Linked DNA regions of Zea mays: region 2 is linked to region 1. A link is a contact called in public Hi-C data. All regions are on one chromosome and are shown on one strand. Each heading gives the region's core, a stretch centred on a gene start, on an enhancer-like site or on the middle of the called end of the contact. The rest is flanking DNA. Distances are from core to core; before and after follow the strand shown.

What was found. A called contact is a pair of places that touch in the nucleus more often than the background predicts.
Region 2: a Hi-C map of leaf shows a contact between it and region 1, with 6 times the contacts expected there. The contact joins the promoter of LOC100274833 here to the enhancer-like site in region 1. A contact is called at or near these places in 2 of 25 Hi-C or Micro-C datasets (ear and leaf).

Annotation. Positions count from the first base shown.
Region 1 is chr2:155,819,002-155,822,428 of Zm-B73-REFERENCE-NAM-5.0, reverse strand. No RefSeq gene overlaps it. Among protein-coding and RNA genes, the nearest start is that of LOC109944567, 54 kb to the left of the region's middle. Within about 2 kb of position 1,893, at least 18 of the 20 cell types and tissues checked have an H3K27ac peak or open chromatin away from gene starts, as enhancers often do. A contact at or near this core is called in ear and leaf, where this site is marked.
Region 2 is chr2:155,968,991-155,972,206 of Zm-B73-REFERENCE-NAM-5.0, reverse strand. LOC100274833 reads right to left here and starts at 1,837. Exons shown (of 1, transcript NM_001149100.2): 1 at 432-1,837. The coding sequence starts at 1,770. The coding sequence ends at 805.

The DNA.
Region 1 (3,427 bases), core at 644-3,143:
GGCGTGGAGGAAGCATCCTCTTCCTCTACCGCGAAATCCACCGAAGTCTCGGCACGGTGTACGACGATTTGCACCATCATGCTTGAGCAAGGAGACAAGCAAAAACCTAATGCCTAGCCCCCTACCTGGCGTGCCAAATGTCGGAGAGCAAATCTCCGGCCGGGTGGCGGAGTGCACCTGCCCTAAATCCTAAGATGAGGAGAGGCTTAGGCGTTTTGCTTGTTAGTCGAGAAGACGGGAAGAACACAAGAACACACAAGGGTTTAGAGTGGTTTGGGCCGCCGGAGCGTAACACCCTACTCCACTGTGTGATGTATTGTTCGTGAGCTTGTATGAGCTTGTGAGTCTAAGATTGGGTCTAAAAGATTGAGCCTGTGTGTAACGTCACGAGCCTCCCCTTTTATAGCTGAAGGGGGGCATGCACAAAGGTACTGGGCCCCGACATGTGTGACCAGGGACATAAAGAATATAGCGCTTGGAGCCACCAATGTTTGCTGCTGGGGCAATCTTCTTGTGCCCTGACGCCGGAGATCTCCGTATCTTCGGCGTGCAGGGGAAGCTTCTTGTAGAAGGGATGATGAGTACTGTGCACCGCTCGACACGGGCGCACCGTTCGCCGACAGACTGGTCAGGCGTGCCGTCTGCTGGGTGACCCTGACGCCATCCCCCGGTGGATTGGACAGGACACATTAAATGCTGAGAGGGTGCGTCGTCCGTCGGCGTGGTGGCAGGCGGCGCGTCCTCTCCGCAATAAATGCAAAGACTGCACAGCTGTATGGGCCTTACGTCAGGCTTGGCCCGTTGGGTTATGTCACAAGCCACGCGGCCACGGCGGGTTTCCGCCTGAGCGGGGAGCGTACGGCAAGGCCTGGACACGTGTCGGCACCGGACCTTTGCTTGTGCCAGGGTCCTCTCCATCCCGGGACCTTGCTAAGGCCCGGACCTCACTCGGGGGGACCCGGCATGTCTCCTCGGGAGCTCCGAACTTGTACTCACAGGGGTCCGGTGTCCCTCTACGGAGGACCGGACCCAACGGCGCTTCCCGGGATGTATTATCCTTCCTCGCCACGTGGTGCCCTTAGGCCTGCCCATGTGGTGGGGTCGGGTGCCACTCCCCGTATGACCCGGGGGTGTCGTGCGGGTGCAGCGCCTTCATACCATAGAAGAGGGTACCCCTGATTCAGGGTACCGACACATCCCTTCCCTCTTATCTAGCGTCGACTCAATGAAGGTTAAGCCAAAAGATTCCTAATGAGCTAAATCGGGTTATGATACCACTTGTAAGGAATAAAGACGCCTAAGAGGGGGTGAATTAGGACTTGTAATTTTCTCACGCTTTGATAGGCCAATAATAGTTCACTTAAACAAAACCTATGCAAATAACTAAATGCGAGCGTACACTACGATTTTGTCTAAGTGTTGCTATCTCTTCCACAAAGGAGTTGTAACACCTTAAATCCATCAGTTAAAACAATCTAGTTTAATTCATTATCATTAGGAAGAAAATACTTTTAAATAATTAATATGGTGATATAACTGAGATTAAACAAATTTTGTGATGATTAAAATCTACTAAGTGATTGATGCGTTCATGTCAAGTGCATGATTTCTTTGTTTGTTAATGAATTGTAACACCTTTATTTTAGTTTATCTTCTTTGTGAAGCCCAATCTATTTAAATAATAGAAATTTTGCCTAAAGATTATTTATAATGTATTTTATTTTACTGAAATATTATTGGTGAGTTTAATATAATTTGGAAGTATTTAAATATATTTATAGTTTCTTTAAAAAGAAATCCCTAACATGCTCGGCCAGGCCGAGGCCCGTCAACCCAGCCGCGCGCCTCACTCCCTCCCCTCTCTCACTTGCATGTGGGGCCCGCCCCAGCCCCACGGCTTCTCCCAGCCGCCACTCGGGCGCGGGCGCGTGCCTGCACACAGTGCAGCGTCGACGTCGCCCCGGTGTATAGCCCAAAACTAGTATAAGAGAAAATAATAAAACAAATAAATAAATATATCTATATGATAATGTTTTAGGATTATGAAACCTAAGGAGATTAATTGATCCTCTTTTCCCTTAAGCAAGTTCAATTAATAGGATTATATTAGTCGAATAACAAAATAAATGTAACACCCCTGGTGTTTATATTCCGCTCGACAACGAGTATGGATTTAAGCACGTAATATCAGTGGATAAAACAGATATTAAATTTTAATCATCTACGTCTATCGCGATTTTAATATTGCATCTGTTTCGTCTGTCACGAGTTCGATATCGTTTTTATCTATCCGGGCTCTTCCTAAATTTTCGTGATGTTCGGAACATTGTTGTTCTGAAAATCGGTGCGTCCGGTGATTATTTAAGGTTCATCGCTCGCGCAAATACGAATTTGGAAATTTGGTCCAGTCCTCTGACTCTTATCCCGAACAAATTAATTGAAACTCGACGATAGAAGTGATGCAAACTAAATCGGACGAAGGTAACTAGAGTCGAAATCGAATAATTGCTAACCAGGTCGATTTCAATAGGGATCAGTCCTAGAGTAAAATGTCACATACGATGTACTCTGGTTCAGTCCGTTTACATCGTGCCCTGGATAGTCACGAAAACTATCCAAACAAGATTTAGTCAGAACCGTTATTACTCTGATGTTCTGTTTCGTGATTCGGAAAATGAAATTTATAGTCCGTATAGTTGACTGTTTATTTATCGCTAAAACTCTTAATCCGAAATATCTGTGATTTCTGGGAAAAAAATGGAAAAAAGAGATCTCGCCGATCCCTATCCTCACCGCTCTCTCTTTTCCCCTTCTGATTTCTTACCACGTACGGCTGGAGGCCTTATCTTCTGTGTGTCGCTGGCTTCCATCCTCTGCTCACCTCCCTCTTCCCTGTGCTCGCCCACCCTCCGCTCCCCTCAACCGGTCGAGTTCCTCTGCTGTGAGCTCAGACCGCGCCCAGCCCCAACTCCCAGTCGAGCCCCTTTCCCCTGATCTCCATAGCACGCGCGCCCTGGAGCTCTATGTGCCGCGCGCCCTAGGGCTCCCATGCGCCGCCGTCCTGGTCCAAGTTCCCTGCGCGCGTCCAGCCATGGCGCCCCATGCTTCTCTCTTCCTCTGCTCATCCTCAAGCTGCGCCCTGTTGAGGTCCTTCCATGGCCGGCGCTCGGCCCTGCTCCTGCTTCAGCTCGCCCCTGCGCGCGCGTTCCGTTCTTCCCTATGTGCACATTTTTCTAAGCCCAGCTGCCTCTTGCTTCTCCCTCCCTCTGCCCGTTGCCATGGCCGCCGTGCCGAGCTTCATCCTTCCGTGCTCGCGCCCTGCTCATCCATGGCGGCTTCCCCCTGCTGGCAGCCGCTCCCTGCTCCCTGGCGTCGCAGGCTCGCCGGTGTTGCTCGGCCGATCGCGCTGCTCTCTGCGCGCCGAGCT
Region 2 (3,216 bases), core at 588-3,087, 150 kb before region 1:
TCAAAGTTCTTTTGCCGACTGGCATGGGCTACATTAACCATAACTTGCTTCTTTGCCTTATGTTTTTGATCGCTGGTAATTGTAATCCGACTACATGAACCATAACTTCTTTGCCAGGTCGGAAAAAAAATGATGCAATTAGAACATAAGTTGTTTCCAAGAGAACAATCACAACGGATGTAAAATAAATGTCCAGAAATCTAGATGATCACAATCAGACTAACTACCACAACAACAGATAAGCAGTAAACATGTGCAGCACTACATCATCTTAGCAGTTGTCTAAACATGAAACCAAGAAGAAGAAGAAAAAAAAGAAATGGAATCGAATTATTGAAGCTGGATGAATGAATTTCTCCAGCACAGCATGAATCCGCCTGACTCATGCTGCGTGATCGCAATGTGCAATGAATGTTACCTCAGCTCCATTGCCAAGCCTGTTTTTCTATTGAATACAGATACCCCCAAAAGAATAACTGAGGACTCCAAGTCTGATAGGAATAAGATTTCCACAACACTGCCTGCTTGCTTGGAAATGAAAAGGAACTCCTCACATATGAACATGAACAAACAATAGCCATTGTCTTGCAGTAGAAAACTTGAGCATCACAACAAACCCACCAAAATAATGTGCTGAACCCTCATGGAGCTGAACCTTGGACCTGAAAATTAGCAGCTGCAGTTGCCCTCTGCTGATATGGAAAACTGTCCGCGTCAAGCAACCAATGGACAATCTCATCTCCAGCCATCACCATGGTGATGTCTTCATGTTAGTAGAATCATGCAGAAGACCCCAAAACTCCACTATGCGGTGTAATCGTTCTCAATCACCGGCTGTGTCCGTGTCCCCAACGCCACCGGTGCTTGTGTCCGCCCAACATGCGCCATCCGCAATGTCTCTCCAACCTCCGCATTCCGTTCCATCACCTGAAGCTTCTTATCCCTTTTATGCCTCACCAAACACAGCAGAAGCGCAGCCATGAGACCCAGTGCTACGGCAGCACCAACCACACTGACGGCAATCTTCCACGCCTTTGAGCTTCCCTTGGTATTTCCTCCAGTGGTCGGAATCGACGGGGCTATCGCGCCAGGTGGAGGTGGAGCAGGAGCAATCCCACTGGAGTTCACCACTATCGAGACATGCCCTTGGCGATACGTCGAGCACATATCGGTTGCCTCCAGGTCCCGGAACTGCGGCACGCCATCCAAATCGAACACCACGCACCTTGGCGCTGCACTGCCTGCCGGAACCGCCCTGACATTACCGCCGAAGCGCACCGAAATTGGGCCGCCCGACGCGATGACGTTGAGCTCCTGCAGCCCCGCGGCGGAAAGATTGGCGGCGTCGTAGACCAGCAGGCCGAGCACCGGCGCCAGGTAGGTGTACCCGGGGAGCGGGTAATAGTGGTCGGACCAGTTGCCGAGGTCGTGGAACACGAGCACCACCCGCTCGACGTACGGCTGCACGACGACGCCCGTGGGGACGCCGAACTGGAAGTAGCCCGGGAAGCCCTTCCGGCGGAGGCTGCCGCTGCGCAGGCGGACCGCGGAGACGGCAATGCCGGTGAGGTTGCCCGGGAGCGTGGCGTTGTAGACAATGCCGGTGCGGGGGCGCGCGAAGGCCCGGTACGCGTAGTCCTGCAGCGCCGCGTCGAGTATCCTGGCGGGCGACGGCGGCTGCGACTGCGCCGCCGCCGGAGAGGTGGCGGCGGCGGCGAAGAGCACCAGCAGCAGCCGGAGGAGACAGGCGCGGATCAAGAAGATGTCCATAGCAGTGGAGGGGCTCAGTACTCGGGGCTCGGAGCTGAGCAGCCGCCAGCGCAGGTGAAGTCAGAACGATTTCGTCATCTCTGGCCACCGCTGCTAGGATTAGCATGCGCAGAAGATTCTCCTCCTCCTGCTCCTAGTTGGAATCAGACGAGGACAGGACTTGGAGCGGCGAAGGCTGGGATCCGCTGCACGGACGCGCATTTACGCCCGGCAGGGACGAAGCCCCGGACCGGCCCAAGAAAGCAGCAGCAGGGAGAGAGAGCGCGGCGATGGCGTGGACGGAAGCGAGGACAGGTGGATAGGACGGACAGGGCGGAGTCCTACTCCTGCAAGACGTGGATGGCGGCGGCAAATCGGGAAGAAAGAAGCAACGCGACCCAGATGGAACAATCGGGGGGAGGAAGAGAGAGGATGCGATGCGATTAACTCAATCCTGGCGGAATCCGGGTGGAGGGAGCAGACGCCACAGAAATCCGGGGAGGGATTAAAGCGCCCCCCGCCCCCACGAGAATGATTGCGACGCGGGCGAGAGTGAGAGCGGAGAGGAGGGGTTTGGTTGGGGATTGAAGAAGGGTAGGGATACCGAGAGAGAAGATTGCACAGGAGAGAGAAGGCAGGGCAGCTGGCAGGGGACGACGATGAGGGATTTAATAGGCTTACCACCTTCTCCCAGGGCTTAACTGCAAAACGTGTTTTCCCTACCGGCAAATGGCAATGGTGGACACGCCTCACACGGGAGAGAGTTATTTTTAATGTATCTATTCTAATGATGAATAGATAAATAGATAAAACACATAAGTGATATCATTGTACGAACTTATTAGAAACCTAAAACAATTTTTAATTTGGACGGAGGGAGTAATATAGCTAACAATTTCTATGTTACATATAGTTAACTATAAAAGCATCTACAAAAGACTAGCTAAATGGTTCGCCAAGCCAAATTTTAGCTACTCAACAGCAAAATAACTCTCCAACAAACTAGCTATATGACTCTTCAAATTGACTCCCTCACTAGTTAAATTTGGCTACCCACCTAACTAGCCAAACTAGATAGATAAGAGCAACTCCAAGAGACTAGGTATATGGTTTTGTAAAGGTAAATTTAGCTAATATTAAAAGAAAATTGTATCCAATAGACTCTGTAAACGACTCTTCAAATTTAGTGGCTCTCTATTTCTCTATCTTCGCTCTCCAATTTTGGATAGCCTGCTTCACTCTCTATTCAGTCCGTAGGTTTTACCGAGTTTGTTGGATTAGCCTACACTTTTTCTCTAAAATCTATTTTAGAGAGTAGCTAAATCAGTAAATTTGGCTAGTCTTTTTAGCTAATTTCTTGGAGTTGCTCTAATCTGTTGGAGTGTAGATGCTACATATAAAATATAATCTTTATGAAAAGGTAAATAGAGAGTCAAATTGTCGGGGACCATAATTAGGGGTACCCTC